Linked DNA regions of Capra hircus: region 2 is linked to region 1. The links are chromatin contacts, called in public Hi-C maps. All regions are on one chromosome and are shown on one strand. The core of a region is the stretch at or near the end of the contact, and the rest is flanking DNA. Distances in the headings are between cores, read along the strand shown. Region 1 holds the start of LOC102173969 (CMRF35-like molecule 8). Region 2 has its middle 19 kb from the start of GPR142.

Region 1 (3,375 bases), core at 863-3,362:
TGGGACTCCCCTGGTGGTTAACGGGGAAGACTCCATGCTTTAATGCATGGGGTGTGGGTTTGATCCGTGGTTGGGGAACTGAGATCCCACATGCTGCACAGCCAAAAGAAAAAAGCGATGCTTACATTATACTCCGGTCTATGAAGTGTGTAACAAATAGCATTATGTCTTATAGACAATTTACATGCCTTAATTTAAAAATATTATACTCTATTGCTAAAAAATTCTATGCATCATCTGAGCCTTCAGTGAGTTGTGATCTTTTTCTGGTGGAGAGTCTGAAATTTTGCAGGAATTACCAAAATGGGACAGAGACATGAGGGGAGGAAATGCTGTTGGAAAAATGGAGCCAACAGACTTGCTCAAAGTAGGGTTACCACAGACATTCAACTGGAAAAAGGCAATGTCTGTGAAACTCCACAAAGCAAAGCGCAAGACAAGGTGTGACCGTCTCGGTGCTGCGCTGTATGTGCTCAGCCGCTTGGTCGTGTCCGCCTCTCTGCGACCCCGTGGACTGTAGGACCCCAGGCTCCTCTGTCCGTGAGATTCTTCAGGCAAAAATACTGGAGTGGGTTGCCATGCCCTCCTGCAGTGGATCTTCCCAACCTAGGGATCGAACCCAGGTCTCCCACATTCCCTGGAGGCTCAGACAGTAAACAATCATCTCAATAGATCATGAAAAAGCGCCTGACTCCTGATGCTGCTGTTTTTAAAAACACAGGCAGTGCCCCCTTTACACTAAATGGAAACACGGCTCACCTGGCCAGTCAAGGGCCAGGTAGGCACAACCACTGCCTCCTCAGCCCTGGGCATCGTGGGATGACCCCGTGACCAGCAAGAGAGGAAACCAGAGAAACAACGAAACCTCCACCCAGGCAGATCCTGCGAACACACAAGAACCCCGTAGAGGGACAGTGGAAAATGAGTCATGAGCAGGTGGCCAGTTTCTCAGTGGTAATGAACCTGCCTGCAAAGCAGGAGACGCAGCGGACAGGGGTTCAGTCCCTCGGTTGGAAAGATGGGATCCCCTGGAGGAGGAAATGGCAATGACTGACTCCAGTATTCTTGTCTGGAGATTCCCCACGGACAGAGGAGCCTGGTGGGCTACAGTCCTCAGGATCCAAAGAGTCAGGCACGACTGAGTGACAAAACACACAAGGATGAAACTCGAAAGACTGCAGGAGGTGTCCGAGAGCCGTGAACACCCCTGGAGGCCCAGGAGAGAAATCACACAAGGAAGCCCTCTCCTCCAGGGAGCAAGCCTCCTCCTCCCTTCCCTGAAGCTGCTCTGCCCTCCCCCCTCCCTGCTTCCTCCCCCTCGCCTTCCCGGATGGGATGGGAATCTCCATCTCCCTTCCTTGGAGACCACCAGCCCCCTGAGGTCCCGGCCCCTCGAGCCACCCTGGCTGTTCATTCACCTCCGTGACCCTGAGACCAGGGCTGGCCCCAGCCTGGTCCCCACGCTTCCTCCACCCCCTGGACCCGTGACCCAGAGGGTACCTCCTGTCAATGAGCACGTCCTGGGTGTGCCCAGCGGTCACCCTGCCACCCACTCTGGTACTCCCTGCCTTTTGCCCTCCTTCCTCTAATAATTCATCCCCAAACCTTCAGCAAAGCCCCTCCTCCGTGTCCCACTGTGGCTCCTGCAAGGCCAGACGGATGCAGAATCGGAGATGGACACTCACCCCTGCCTTCCGAGGATGGGGTCCATCTTAAGCAGTGGGCAGACCGTGCCCCAGTCTGAGTCACCCTCCCCCCTTCCATCCCCACCCTCCACCCTTCCCCTCACCCCCCTCCCCTGGCAGCCCCCACCTGGGACCCAGAGAAGCAGCAGAGCCGGGGGCAGCCACGTAGCTCGGTGCAGCTGGGCCATCGCTCCAGCACAGACGTCGCCTGCAACAGCTCCAGGCCAGCCGGTCCTGAGGTCTCAGTCCCCTTCCAGGAGGGGTCAGGCCTGCAGGCTCCCACTTCTGCTTTTCTTCAAGCCTTGTTGCTTCCTTGTTTGGCTTCTTTTCGGTTTTGTTCCTGGAGCTGGTGAGAAGATGGCAGAGGAGCAAACCTACTGGCGGTGCTCGAGACCCCCTGGCCACGTTCTGTAGGTACTTCCGGTGAGGAGCCCTCCCAAGCCCCTAGCTCACCTCCCCTTCCCTCCCACCCCCAAACCACAGGCTGACGTTCCCGTCTAGCCCAGCCAGTAGCTCCTTGGTTTCCCTGTGGTCGGGGTGAGAGCCCCGGGGAGGAGCAAGGGCCCTGGGTGTGTCCCACACTGTGACCGCCCCAGGGAGCAGCCCTTCCACGAGCTCCCCGGCTCAAGGCCTGCACCCCCAAGGTGGCACCATGACCCCAGAGTCCCTGAGTTGGAAACCTGTCTTCCACTTGGCCTGAAGGTCCTCGGGCGGTGACCTTCTTTCCCAGGCAGCCCCCACCGAACCCAGCTCAGGGCTGAGCACAGAGCGGGACTCAGCAAGCCTGTGTGGACCCCTCCTTCCCCAATCCACGTGGAGCTCAGACTCCAAATACACACACACATGTGCCTTGTGACACGTGCCCCTAGGTTGCACAGAACAGCCTCACGAGCATCGGAAACCAGTCCTAATGTGCCACCTGAGAGCTTGCAGAGAGTTAACTCTAAATGCCCCCATCCGGAGTCCCCTGAATGCCCTTCCCTTCCTGTTCTGCCTATAACATTTCCAGAAACGTATATTTTTCAACCACCAAAAGTCGAGGTCTTGAATGCCAAGGTCAAGAGCAGGGAGGCACCGGCTGGTGGCTCATACACAGCCACCCTTTGGGCCACTGGTGTGACCTTGACCCAAGCCCGAAGCTCCATAAAATGCCAGTGACAACAGCTAATCGGGGGGGATAGAATAGTATCATAATTACGCAAACCCTTGAAGATGAGATAATAGTGTCCTCAAGTCAGTTTCTTCCCCAAGGAAATATTTCTTTCCTCTAATGAAAGGCAATAGGAAAATAGGATTTTTAAAAATTTATTTTGGCCCCTGCCATGCACATGTGGGATCTTTGTTCCCTAAGGTTCAAACCCAAGTCTCCTGCAGTGGAAGCACGGTGTCTTCACCACTGGAGAACCAGGGGTGTCCCAGAAAATAGGGTTTGATAGGAAGACATATGCTTTACAAATAGTCTGCCAGACGCACCTGTCCTTAGAAACCTAAACACTTAAACTATAGCAAAGAGGAAGTTCAGTCCAGGTGCTCAGTCACGTCTGACTCTTTGCGACCTCGTGGACTGCAGCACGCCAGGCTTCTCTGCATCACCAACTCCCGGAGCTTGCCCAAACTCATGTCCACTGAGTCAGTGATGCCATCCAATCATCTCATCCTCTGTCGTCCTCTTCTCCTCCTGCCAGCAAAG
Region 2 (3,363 bases), core at 55-2,554, 73 kb after region 1:
TGAGGTCGTAGAGGAACTGAGGCTGCAGAGGGTGGGGTGGGAATCCCACGGGTCCAGGGTCACTGCACCCACATCCGGAAGTGATTTCTTCTGCTTATTTCTGTCCACGGGACTGAACAGCCGCCTACATCCACTGGACCAGCATCACCCAGAGGAGCTGGCCTTCTTCCTAGCCTCTCCTGGCCTCAGAGGAATCCAGATCACAGTTGGCAGGGTTAGATTGCTCAGGCCAACGGCTCCCTTCAGAGATACACAAACTAGGGCTCGTGGAATCTCAGGGCGAATACAGAACACGCTAGCAGCCAGATCACCTGACCTCCCCCTGCCCCGGGGTGGGGGTTGTCTGACCACCCCATCACCTGACCTCAGGTCACCACCCTCCCCTGCAGTGTGGTTCTCTCCTTTACTGTGTAACATAATATAATCACGGAGTAACTCCCGAGGACAGGGGTAGAGATCACGTGGCCGCCTGAGAATTCTGCCTTCAACAGGGCTGGAGGCTCCCGTCCCCTCACCTGGCCAGACCCCCAGGCCGGCTCCTGGGAGGAAGTGTCCTTCTCAGCTCTTGACTGCCCTAATTACTCAACGAGGTTGGACCAGACCTCCCAATGCATCAGTTAGAACAGGGTGGTGGACAGGCCGCTGGGCGGATGGCTTTTGTCTCCCAGAGGCGAATTCCCTCCCACCCAGCTGGCCCAGACCCGCATGTCTCAGCCTGTGGTTTCGGCTTCCAAGCCCGGAGTGCAGAGATGCCTGTGGGATGCCAAGAGAGAAGATGGTCGAATGCTTGACGGTTCTAACTGCAGGTGCCCTTCCAGCCAGGATCCCTCAGCACCCCATTCTGTTCTATTATTTTATTTGGCTATGTCAGGTGGCTTGTGGGATCTCATTTTCCTGATGAGGTATTGAACCTGGGCCACTGCAGTGAAAGCCCAGAATCATAACCACTGGGCCACCAGGGAACTACCCACCCCACCACACACACACACTTTCATTTTGCATTTCTACCTGGTTCCCTCCAACTTTACTACGCCTTAACTTTAATGAATATTTACTGAGAGCAAGCTCAATGTACTGGCACAGGGGCTGGAGGCTAGGGGTCAGGATCCTTGCCTCCAGAAGACTGAAAGGCAAAGAAATATAAGCTCGAAACTAGTGGCTTCCTGTCCAGGTTCTGAAATTTACTGGCCCTATGACTTCGGCCCTATGACTTCCTCGTTTGCTTGCCTGAAAAATGGATGATACTCATGGGTTGTTGTTGAGACACTAAATATACAGATGGATCATGGCCAGAGCTTCTGTAAAAATAGATCTCTGACCCGCAATCAGCGGCAACCATGCCAGGAAGCCGGCCTGCTAGCCGTAAGTCAGACTTGTAGGAAATCAGACCGCTATCCCGGACAAGTGGTCCAGAAAGCAAACAGTAACCCTGGTAGCAATCATCCCACGTGGGCAGGGCTTGATTAATGATTGACAGCTGCCCTAACTCTCATCCGGGCTTCCAGCTTAGGACCAATCAGAGAAAACCAGGTATGCACTTCTTACCTCTCACATAGGACACCCTACTTAAAAAAAAAAAAAAAATTATTTATTCTTGGCCATGTCATGTGACATGTGGGATCTTAGTTCTCCAACCAGGGATCGAACCTGTGCCCCCTGCACTGGAAGTTCAGTCTTAACCCATTGGGCCACCAGGGAAGTCCACGCTCTACTTCTGTTATTGTTTTCATTTTATTAATTATTAATATTGTTAAATATATTAATATTTATTATCATACACTGATTTAAACAATATTAATAGATAGTATTGGGCTTCCTTAGTGGCTCAGATGGTAAAGCGTCTGTCTGCAATGCAGGAGACCTGGGTTAGATCCCTGGGTTGAGAAGATCCCCTGGAGAAGGCAATGGCAGCCCACTCCAGTATTCTTGCCTGGAAAATCCCATGGACCGCGATGCCTGGTAGGCTACCGTCCATAGGGTTGCAAAGAGTCGGACATGACTGAGGAACTAACACTTTCACTCTATGGGAGCCCACTTCTATTTCATCACAGAGGAGCTCCCTGGAGGTGAGGCAGCAGGTCTAAGAGAGGTCAGAGGTCTCAGAAGGCCAGGAGGCGTGCACACACACACACACACCACAAACACACACTGGTCCACGGGCGATTCTCAGAAGCTGCTGCTTATTCTGTGAGATGCCTCCCAACCAGCAGGCTGTGTCTCACCCTTCTACTCTGAACTGAGGTTCATCCAGGACTCGGGAGTTTGCCAATGGACTTGACCGTGGGTCCTGTCTTGTCCAACCTCCACATTTTACAGATGAGCTAACTGAGACCCCTGGGGCCAGAAATGACTTTTCCAAGGTCATGCAGTGTGTTGGTATCAGAGAAGGTCCAGAGCCCAGGTGCCCTGGTGCCAGCTCAGTGGGTTCCCCACCATTAAAGCCAAAATACTGTGCCATCACCCCACCTGTCAGTCACTTCTCAAAAGTCAGGCCCCTGGAAGCGCTCTCGATGGAGAGCTTAGAACTCCTGCTCTAACCCACCCCACGTGATGTCCCGAAGTGAACCGGTGACTGCTGGCACGCGGCTCCCCAGCCATCTCTCCTCCGGCCACGTCCAGCCAGCCAGGTGGGCACCTGAACCGGTTGGGGCACCCGGCCTGTGACCCTCAGTTCCCACAGTCCCTGGCCCAGGCCAGCATCGGGCTTAGCAGGTGGAAGGAACCCTCCCAGCCAGCTGTGCCCCAACGCCCCTTGACAGTGAGCCCTCTGATGCCAGCCCCTTTCCCACAATCCTGCCTCCTCCAGCCCTGGGAGACCCAGTCACTCGATCCTTCTCTCTGGAAAAGGAGCAACGCCCTGCCCTTCTCCACAGGGGCCTCCAAGAACCCCTGAGGCCACAGCCTTCCATTTAGAGCCGCCCCCACCCTCCTGGGAGTGGTGTGGCCATCAGGGGCTCCAGTGCCAGGGCAGCTGGGCATTCCTCTCCCTGGCTTTGCCCTGTCTGCTAAATATACATCTAGGAGGAGTCTGGGAGGGAAACGCCACAGACCTTGTTAACTCTTTCACTTCCAGCATCCATGGAGAGAGTTGGGGCGGTAGGGCGGAGTCAGGCCGGCAAGCGGGTGGGAGGGGTGCCCAAGCCTGGAGGAGCCCTTGCCCAGGCTCAGCTGGAGGGGTGGGAGGCTCCAGCCAGTCCCTCATGCCCGGCCAGGGGTATGGGACCTGGGGTCAGAGGCCAGGAGTGACCGTGGGAAGTGGACCAACCATGTCCTCATCACCCCCTCCCCGCTCCCGCCCAGATGACCCCGAGAAGGAGGAGGGTAGGTGGGGGCCCTGGGTGGGAAACCCCCTGCTGGCCACGA

What was found. A called contact is a pair of places that touch in the nucleus more often than the background predicts.
Region 2: a contact with region 1 is called in a Hi-C map of liver, with 5 times the contacts expected there. The contact joins the enhancer-like site here to the promoter of LOC102173969 in region 1. A contact is called at or near these places in 3 of 5 Hi-C or Micro-C datasets (blood and liver).

What each region holds. Positions count from the first base shown.
Region 1 is chr19:56,166,261-56,169,635 of ARS1.2, forward strand. It overlaps LOC102173969 (CMRF35-like molecule 8), which reads right to left and starts at 2,113. Exons shown (of 7, transcript XM_013972661.2): 1 at 1,813-2,113. The coding sequence starts at 1,873.
Region 2 is chr19:56,240,512-56,243,874 of ARS1.2, forward strand. No RefSeq gene overlaps it. Among named protein-coding and RNA genes, the nearest start is that of GPR142, 19 kb to the right of the region's middle. Within about 2 kb of position 1,305, at least 4 of the 5 cell types and tissues checked have an H3K27ac peak or open chromatin away from gene starts, as enhancers often do.